2 separate regions of the Anas platyrhynchos genome follow, and region 1 is linked to region 2. Evidence: chromatin contacts called from public Hi-C data. All regions are on one chromosome and are shown on one strand. Each heading gives the region's core, a stretch centred on a gene start, on an enhancer-like site or on the middle of the called end of the contact. The rest is flanking DNA. Distances are from core to core; before and after follow the strand shown. Region 1 overlaps SAMD11 (sterile alpha motif domain containing 11). Region 2 holds the start of SAMD11 (sterile alpha motif domain containing 11).

Evidence for each region. Hi-C and Micro-C count contacts between places; a contact is called where the count stands out from the background.
Region 1: a contact with region 2 is called in a Hi-C map of subcutaneous adipose tissue, with 3 times the contacts expected there. The contact joins the enhancer-like site here to the promoter of SAMD11 in region 2. A contact is called at or near these places in 2 of 8 Hi-C or Micro-C datasets (skeletal muscle and subcutaneous adipose tissue).

The regions. Positions count from the first base shown.
Region 1 is chr22:2,767,321-2,772,394 of IASCAAS_PekinDuck_T2T, reverse strand. All of the region lies in intron 13 of SAMD11 (sterile alpha motif domain containing 11), which reads right to left. Among named protein-coding and RNA genes, the nearest start is that of SAMD11, 120 kb to the right of the region's middle. Within about 2 kb of position 1,959, at least 2 of the 8 cell types and tissues checked have an H3K27ac peak or open chromatin away from gene starts, as enhancers often do.
Region 2 is chr22:2,650,797-2,655,837 of IASCAAS_PekinDuck_T2T, reverse strand. SAMD11 (sterile alpha motif domain containing 11) reads right to left here and starts at 3,062. Exons shown (of 24, transcript XM_038166518.2): 1 at 2,642-3,062.

The sequences.
Region 1 (5,074 bases), core at 710-3,209, 120 kb before region 2:
TTTTCTAACCCTCTTTAGGGGCCCTCCGTAGGGAATTAGTCATGGCCGTGAGTAATACCTATGGCTTGACAAAGCCAGGGAGGATGAGGAGTCACTTGACAGGTTAACAGGAGCGAGGAGCAGCTGCTATATTTAGGTGCCATTAGCACGCACATGTCTTCACACATTTCTGCAGGCACACCTGTGCGCCCGCATGGCCAGAAGGCACGGAGGGGGAGCAGCCCAAAGCCAGCAATTCCCTGCCCTTCCCAGGGAGGGGGTAGGAAACCAGGGGTCCCTCGTCCCCGTCTCACAGCACTCATCCTGCTCAGAGCCCCAGAGCTCAGACCTGGCTTTTGCCCTCCACCATCACCACCTCCAGAGGCAGGCAGGGTAATGCCATCCCCATTTGGAGACCACCATACACAGAGCTTCAGCCCAAATCTTGCTCTAGGTCTTTGCTCAGGTGGACCTTGCCCACATGGTGCAAAAAAAAAACCCGGGAGGTTCAGCCACTGCTTTTCAGCTGCTTCTGACTTGCTGAACCTTAAAAATTTTTTGGTGAAAGAGTCTGGACCCTTGCAGACTGGCCTGAAGCCTGCTGCTAACAGGCTTGCTTTCCCTTTTTACATCCCACCGGCTCTTGGAGCCCGTGCAGCGGCCGCCTCCCCTGTGCCCTGCGAGGTCCCTGGGCTTAAAAAAAAAAAAAAAAGAAATAATAAAAAAAAAAGAGAAGCAAAGCAAGCAGCAGCCGCCACCCCCAGCTGCCTGGCTGCCTTGCCTGGGGGCCTTTCGTTTCCCCACGGCAGCCCCAGGCCGCAGCCAGCCCCAGCTGAGTCACCTCGCCTGTCTGGGTCTCTCCCAGGGTAGTGCGTGGGGGTGGAAGGGTTGGGGCTCACGGCAGGAATTTCCACCGCCCCCCCTTTCCTCACCCCACCCTGCGAGGAGCAGCCGGCGGAGGAGAGGCCGAAGGTGCAAGCAGCGGCGCTGGGCGAGGGGAGGGAGAGCAAAAAGGGGGCAGAGATGGAAGAGGAGGGGAGCAGGGACGCGGGGATCACGGGGATCCCTGCTGCAAAGCTCAGCCACCCAGGCTGGGAACCCCACGTGCAGGAGGGGAGCGCTGCCTATTCCAGATGGGTATGAACAGCTCCTCTGGATTTCCTTTGCTCCAGCTCAAAATAAAAGCAGAATGCAAATACCGAGGTCCAGCACAGCGTCGCTTCAACTCTAGGATGCAGTCTTTGCACAGGGAAAAAAAAAAAAAAAACAACAAACAAAACACACAAAACACCACCACAAACCCAAATGCTGCTGGATACAAGGAGAAACCCAAAATAAGGGCTAATCACGTGAGCAAAACCTTGCACCCGTTGGTTCTGGAGACACAAAATCAGTTCTGACAGGCAGCTCTCCAGCTCTGAATGCTCTATTAAAATAAACAGGGATCAGATGGACAAATCCCTGCAGACATCTCCAAAGGCTCAGGCGAATCTCCCTCCATCTCCCTCTGTGCTGTAATCAGGCAGGTGAGCCAGCCCTAAACAACAACAACAAGAGGAGAGCAATACCCAGCACCAGGCACTCCCACGGGCACAAGGCTGGATCGATTTAGCCACTGGGAGCCAGCTGGAGGTCCAGAAAAATCCCCTCTGGAATCACATCTGAAGTGGGAGGGTAAAAGACAGACAAGGCACGGTGTGTATATATATACATATCGGGGGGAAAAAAATAAAAAACACAAACCGCCACTTAAATGAATAATAACTGTGGATGCTTTTGCAAAGACTGCAAAGTTTGCTATTTAGGGGGAAGGAATTTCGGGCTCCCTGGGAGGCCGCTCATTGTTCGCCGGTTCCTGCGGCTCCTGCAATGTTATTTACCGAGCCCAGGAGGTCAGCTGGAAGAGGGATAAGGGGAAGGAGATTAGAGGAGCTCCACCTCCCCTGGAGGGGGGATACCACACAAGGGCGCCTTATTTTCCAGCAGACCTGTTGTGTTGGCACCACTCTTGCTGCCTTCCTGACCTTGGAGCAAGCAGGCAAGCAGTGAATGTGTTTGTTAAATCAGGAGCATGCAGCACGAGCTCCTGAGCAATTGCCTCTCACCTGCTATTTCCTCCTCGGAGCCACCCTCTACTTACTTTTCATTTCTGTCTTTCCTCACCTGCCGATCCGTGCTTGGAGCACACCTCGCTTTTTTTTTCCTGAAAATAAAGTTCTCTGCTATCTTATCTGCCAGGAAGCAAAGCACGAGTCCCAAGAGTTGCTCTGGCTGCTCCTGCGGGCTGCTGGCCTTTCGCTGGCAGGGAAATGGTGCACAGGAGGCAGGGGAAGAGCGAGGAGACAGCAGGTAGCTCTGCTCTTTGTTCCACACCCTTGGAGTCTCCAGGACCCAAGCTCTGAGTCCTCTGGCCCTTCTCCAGCTGAACTCGTCGAGCCAAACGCAGAATGCCCCCATCTAATCCTGGCCAAAACTCAAACACCTCATTAGCGCTCAGACGATGTCTCCCCATCCTCTGCAAAGCGTCCTCCATCTCTCTGGCCCATTATTAGCTCATCTCCTGGTTTCTGCCTTCTGTGGTGCCAGATTTGGTTTTTTTTCAGCCCCTTTTACACAGGTCCACGTGATCCTTGTCACTGCGGGTACCCCCAGCCCAGCACGAGCGCACCGAGGCACCCCAATCGCTGGACCCCCAAGTGCAGCAGCAGCTACAAGTCCCCAGGCACCACTCCACCGTGCTCGGGGCTGGAGAAACAGAACAAAGGAACGCTCCTGCCCCCCAAGATCGCTGCTGTTTAAAGACAACACTTGGAAAACCGTGTGGCAGCCTCTCAGCCTTGCATTCACCAGGCATTTTCCCTTCTCGCTAATTTTATTACAAAGGCACGGCGGATATTTCAGAGAGCGAAACCATTTTCATCTGATGCACATGGGCAACTGCTTTGTTATTTCCTTCTGGATTTTAGTCAGTGTTTCTGGTGCCACCAAGATACATATGCATTTTTTTAAACTAATTACTCAGAACAGCCGTGTCACCTCCTGCAGCAGCAAGGGGCTATGCTTGACCTTTAGTCTACAGGAAGGGAGCTCGCCCTGCACTGCTGCAGCTCTCTGCAGCCTATTAAGAGGTAATTCAGCAGTGCCAAGGGAAGGAGAGTCCTCTCAAAGACGTTTCAGGCTGCTCTGGTCAAGGGTGCTTCACCCAAATCGGGTAAAGGCTCTCCCTGTGCTTGCTGACTCCCAGCCACGAGAACTTGCCTTTCATTAACTTCTTCCTTTCTCAGAAATTTTGCATATGCAAAGCGTTGAGAAGGGCTGCGAATTCCTGTGGGGTATGTGGGCAAGAGGAGCCCGAAATAATCATCAATATCATGGCGTTTGTGTAATTCTGCTGAAATCTGTGGTCTGGGGGCTAGGCAGGGGCAGGAGAAACGAGGAGGCAGCACAGGCTCTGCAGCCAGCCAGCCCTGCCATGAAAGCCCTCAGCCCGTTTCTTGACGTTTTTTTTTTTGTTGAAGAAAGGCTGAAACTGGGGAAAATTGAGACACTGAATGCAAAACCACTTCCAAACCTTGCGGGCATCCCAGTGGGAGCTGAGGCAGCAGGAACTGCCCCCCCTGCCTGGGGTGGCTCTGTCGGGCTCCTTGCACGAGGTGCTGAAACTGCAGCTCGCAAAGAGCCCCGACTGTAAGCCAAGCTCTGGGCCACGCGGGTTTCTGAGAATCCCCCTGTTCCCTTTGGGTCGAGATGTTTTGCTGTGGCTGTGTGAGCCCTGTTTCCCTTCCTCCTTCTGCCCAAACCTCGGTGCAATCCCTGCCCTCGCTAACCCACGCAGGCTTCCCTCGGAGGCATCCTACACGGCTTCAGCGGAGGCTCCTGAGGTTTTTTTTTCTAGCCCATTTTCCACCTGGAGTGCCTGGTAGGTTTAATTAATTGCATGGCAGTTCCGAGCCCATGACAGGTGTTGTATAAATCTAAAATAATTAAATAAAGCAAGCATAAGCTAAATGACGTTCGCGTGTGTGCCATCCATGTTTAAATACTCAAATCGTGAGCGTGATATTAATAAGATATATCAAAGTTCACACTGATATAAACCAGATTTATCGTGCTCTCTCTGGTCTAGCCAGGCCTTACAGCACCACAGAGGTGGCAAAAGCAATAAAAAACTCATCTGTTTGTAGGCAAGCGGCCATCCTCCTGCTTGATGGGCTCACACAGACAGCCACGCAAAAAAAAATAAATAAATAAAAAAATATGAAAAGCTATCTTTATTTCCTCATTTTTGGGGCTCTGTAACAGCAGCTAGTGCTGTGACAGCTCCTGCCCTCCGCACAGCCCCGGCGCCGTGACACCCTGCCTCTCGGTGCTTTGCATGCCGATGACTAAAGTCTTCCGGGGCAGACTTGGCCCTGGCACAGCACGCTCCAACCCATTTCCCACACGCTCACTTAGAAACCTTTTAAGCCTTCGCCCAGCCCCCAGCTGCTCTGCTTTGTGCCACCGAAAACCTGCTGGAAGCTACCGCCAAGGAGCTGCACGAAGCAGAGCGCCGTCCTGTGCCACCGCACAACGCGTCTCTTGCGCTCTGTTCCGAGTTGAATCCCACAGATGCAATTTCACCCCGAAAAGGTTGTCCCAAATACGCAAAGTTTCAACCCAAGGAGGGATGAAGACAGCAGTGAAGGAAGAGAGAATGAAGCCACTTCCACCTACCTCGGCATCCCCAGCCAGGGGTAGCACTGTGTGTTAGCGTGGCTTGATCGTGATGCAGGCTGTCGAAAAAACACCAAAATGCTGCAGGGCCTCCCTTTTTGGTCGGCCTTGGAAAGCCAGCATCCCCGGGAACAACGCCTGCTGGTCAGGGCAGCAGAGGAGGCGTTTTGGGGGCTGACACACGCGAGGTCTGAGGCTGAGCAGAGCATCCACCAAAAGGGAGCTGAGGGGCTGAGCTCCGTTTCCAGCTCTGCTCCTGGGTGATCAGAAGGGGCCATTTCCTCTCCTCGTGCCCCACTTCTCCCTTGTCTTTGCCATTTTTAAAACAGGCTTTTTTCATATTTTCTTATCGAGGAAAACCAGCGAAACATTCCACATT
Region 2 (5,041 bases), core at 1,813-4,312:
GTTGAAAGAGTAAAAGCAATGAATTCAGGTATTACCAGTAAAATTATGCTTGACTCTCTTACCTATCAAAAAGAAATAAATATTTTGCAATCAGCTAGCCTCATTCCAGTACAGCTGTTTCCACAGTTGGAAAATGAACCGCTAGAACTACACTAGGGAAGAAAAGGAATTATTTTCACCGCCCTAATCAATACCACCTACAGGAAAACCCAGCACAGGCCAGGCTTTAATGCAGCAGCTTGACGGATGAAGAAGGACAGACAAAGATTACAAACCCTCTACGTGCCAAAAAAGTAGATCAAAAGGGGCAAGAAACTGAATTAACTCAATAGTTTCAATGTGATGAAGAGATAAGCCACAGATTCTGAGACAGGATGCAGTCAGGATTATTTAAGTATTGTCATCTGCATGAATCAGTACTTGCAGCTCAGTGCCATCCTAGGGACTGACGTCTCTGCTCAGATTCCAAGTCTGAGGTCAACTCAGAACAAGTTTCAGCCTACACGAATGCAGACAAAGCTTCCCCTACGTGCTGAGGTAGCTGCAGACAAACCTGTCTGCCCTCCTGCCAGCGTGCCTTCACCTGGAGGGTCCCTGCCCGTCAGCACCAAACACGCATCTGATGGAACATTTAATTAAACGCTGTTTCATTTCGAGTGGGGAGACACTTCACAGTGGCCCTGTGGCAGCCCTAGCATTTTACAAACCCTTTCAGTTCTGTAGCACAAGGCACTCGCACACTCCTCAAACTGTGGCAGCAGTTGCGAACGTGCAGCTGCCTCTCCTACAAGACCAGCACTACGTTCAGTTCTCTCAAGAACTAACATGGTAGCGCTCAGAGCTGAACTAAGATGTGCCAAGCGAGAAACGTACTGGCACCAAACTGCCGTGTGTTACAGGGATCTGCATATGGGCTGAAGAGAAACCCTTGAAAATACCCAAGGTACAGCTCCGCAGGCTGTCACAACACTTGCCACTCTCCAGCCTTCCTTCTGACGTGCTCCTCAAGCTCCTCGCCCTGCCTGACACATCGGCTAGAAGGGAGATTTCCCTGTCCCCCACTACACATCTTTGGTGGCCACATATCTATATGCAGTGCCAATAAATCCAAGCTGTGATCCTCACTTCACCCTATGTTTCCACTCCCTCAAAGAATGGCTAGAGGAACATTAGCAACACGAAAAGACTTCACTGGAGACGCACTGGAGACGGTGCCATTTTGTGCACTACAAGATTTAAGGCTGAGGGGACCCTTTCACAGGTTAAAATAAGAGCAACCGGAGAACTCCCGTATTTCAAAATGGACACTCTGCCTGTTAACATTCCCTCTGCTCATCCTCTCCCCCCACTTACAATAAATTATCACAGTGACAAACAAAATCCTCACTATTACGAAGTGCTGAAGCTCACTGGAGCTTCTGTGAGAAGCCGAGTAGCGTGTTCCTTCACTCCTTTGCTACTGAGCATCCTCTTGCGTTTCATAAAAATATTGTTATTGATATCCATTTTATTTGCTATTGCAGAAAAAGCATTAAGCAGTGAAGACAACTGGAGAGAAGCCAAAATGAGGATAAAACAATGACAATAAAACAATCTAACGCGGAGGGAGGAGAACCCCTGATGTAGCTGAGGCTGCGTGTTTTGAAGGCATACATTCAACCAAGTTACTAGGCCGTGAACACTAGCTTCCTTTACTTGTAATTGCCTGGACTTTGTAATTAGGGTTCATTCAAACAAGCTGCAACACCAGAAAAAAAATCCATCTAGCAGATGCGATTAATAGCCTGTTCCAGGAAAACCAAGTCCCCAGGCAAAGTGAAATGCAGCTCCACTGACATCGCGCACAGCCATTTTCCAAGGCCAGTGCATCAATTTACTCCGTAATTTCTCTCCCATGCACACGTCCCCTGGTGCAGGAGCTCAGCCTTGGAGCTATAGCAAGGGGTGAGAGTGTTTACAAGCTAAGTGAGCTCTTTGCAGAGCCTGCTTCCTCCTGGTGACATTGCCACAGGTAAAAACATGGGGCAAATATTTAAAGAGCTAGCAAATAATGAGATAAACCTGCAATACAGGATTTCAGAAGCTGGAAAGACCCAACAAAGTCATTCGGAGCGACAGAACGGAAACAAGATGCATTCAAAAATAAATCTTTTTTGGGTCTTTCACTTTTTACAACTGTACTTCTGAGGTACGCTAAGAGTTTATGCAGAGAAGTTGTGGAAAGAGGACAGTGATTAGGAACAGGGCAGGGAGGAAGGACATTTTTTACCTATATAAAAATAGCTGATTTTGTAGGGGAAAGTTACTGCTTCTACAGAGATGAGCATTTGTAAAGAACAAAAAATAGCCCAGGTAAGCCGTCCACTTGGGACGTACGGTTTGCATTACATTTGGTTTTATCTATTGCTCCAGTTTGGTTTTGCAAAGTCAACACCATTAAGAAAAATCACAGGTAATTATCTTGCATTAAAGGACAAAACAACAGAACAGTCGTTTGTAAAAAACAACCTGCATGTGCAGGACACACCAAAGGCTCTTCCCCCCAACACGAAACACCCAGAGTCTTTCTGAAGTAAGAAAATACCCAACATTAAAAAAAAAAACAAAACCACAAACACCAGCAAAACTTTCTCAAACTTACCTCAGACGTGTGGAGAGCAAGGCAGGAGAAACATCCACGATGGCGATGGAGGTGACTGGGACACCTGGGGCCTGTCACAGCAACATGGCCTGGACTAAGCCCACAGAACAAGCCAAGGGGCTGCTGCCTCAGGAAAAAGGGGACACTACTTGGGATCTGGGGGGACCCAGCCCCAGCCTGAGGGACACCCGTCTCCTTTGTGGCCTGGGGACACCACCAGGAGGTCACGGGGCGACATTTCCCTCAGGCTCTCGCTTCCCTCCACAGGCAGCCAGCCAGAGCTGCCCTGAGGAAAGAGATGAGCCTCTCTGAGGCTCCTCCACCACCTTTTTGTCATCCTTCTCCCCCTCACAGCAGGGCACAGCTCCTACCTGCGTGCCACCATGCTGAGGGCTCGCAGCGCCTTCTGGAACCTTCCAGGCCTGGGCCCAGGCGTGGCTTGTCAGGTCCTCACAGCCCCAGCTGCGAGCAGGGCACCACCCTGTGAGGAAAAATCCCCTCCCCAGCCCCAAAGTGTCCCACCTGGCATAGATTAAGCTCCCAAAATACCACTTTTACACCTCCCATGCTGCACCTCAGGTCAGACCTCTAAATACAAGGAGCTTTAGGACTGATTTCTTGCCGCCCGTGCTATGCCCCAGTTCAGACCTCTAAGCACAAAGAGCTTTAGGGCCCAGGCAAAAATCCTGCTAGGTGCCAGGCTGGGAATAACAAATTCAGTTTAATATTTGGGCATAAACCAGGCTTAATCTCAGGCTTTGAGAGGAGACAGGCAAGTAAGCTCGCTGCTCCACCGAGGGCGGGACGTGCCACAGGACAGGCGGGTGTGCCCTCCTCAGGCTCCCAGCCATTTTGATGGCTGTAAACAAACTGTTCCAAACATTCAGTGCATTCATTTCCGCCGTCATCAAAAGTAAAGGAAAACTAAGAACTTAATCACTTGCCTAGAGTGCAGATTTTGCTGCTGTTTACTAGAGTGATTACAGCAAACCAAATATTTAATAGTGCATATACATGTGAAAAGCTGCTCTGCTTTCCCTCCCCTTGCTCTCCTTTCCGCCTCCTGCTACTACTGCCTAAAACAAATTCACTTTAACATTTTCAGGGACCAAACCCAATGCATAGAAACTCCTACAAAGAACAGAAATCTCACGCCAGGCAACAAAACAAGCTACCTTTTTTCCCATGTTCAAAGAACAGAACAATCAAATTCCCAAACAAAACACCAGGCTTCACCTTTTCTCCTCAGACTAAACGAATATATGTTGTAAAAAGCTACGCACGGCCTAGACAGGACTGAAACCTCACTGCCCATGTTACTTTTTACAGCTGACGTGACTTTAGAATGAAGTCTGGTAATGTACCTGTAACACAGCCATGTGATGGACGGCTCTCTAGCCTTGTAATGCCAAGGCATCATTAACACAAGACCAACACTGCAATAGGAACTTTATCGTTCAATTTATGCAGTAATAAAAATCCTCTTTGGCCTTGTCCCTGTAGGGTTCAACATTTCAAGGCTGGAAACTCAACAACCTGTAGCAACGGAGGGCAGCCTCAGCACATTCGAGTTCTATGTTAAGTACAAGAAATTAAAAAAAGAAATAAATAAAATATGTCGAAATAAATACCATGGCACATGTTCAAGCCGGGCTTAGAGAAAGCACTTTCAGAAGCTATTTCCAGTAGACAGAATTGACCTTCCCCTTACAAAATGCCACAGGGTATAAATAGAGCAGACTCTTGAAATATGCAGCTCCAAACTCCTTTGCAATTTGTCTGCAACTGCTCCGTCTGCTTCAAGCGCGCTCAAACAACAGGGCACTCTTTTCTTACCACACTGAGAGCACTCATTAGCTTGAACTGGAGTCAGGACACCTCACTATTTCTGAAAAATCATTTAGCAAACACAAAGGAGGAACAGATCCAGAACGCAGCCTTACTGTCTCCCTTCTGACCAAACATTTATTCTGTGAAGATACTCACCACCTCTCTTTGCAGCAGCACGACGTTTTCCTAAGCTTTGGAGACACCGATTATCACGAACTGCAAATACGGAACACCCAAACAGCTAGCTCATACAAACACATTATAATCCTTGATAGACAGAGGGCAGGGAGCCATTACAAACGTACACAAACACAGAAGTGTATGCAATTTGAAAGCAAATTTTAGCTTTTCAGCAAGCAATGAATAGACAATGAGTTATTGTGCACCCTCCTCCCTGCAATTATCATTGCTTTGGAATGCATCTCTCACGAGCCCCGTATCAGTCATGTTCAAGAAGATTTCACTGGCACAAAGTAACATCTCTTAGAAAATAAGAGGCAGGAAAAATTTCAGTTACTGGATCATCTGTAGCATGCTATTAATTTAATTTGAAGGTTAACCCTCGTGAGT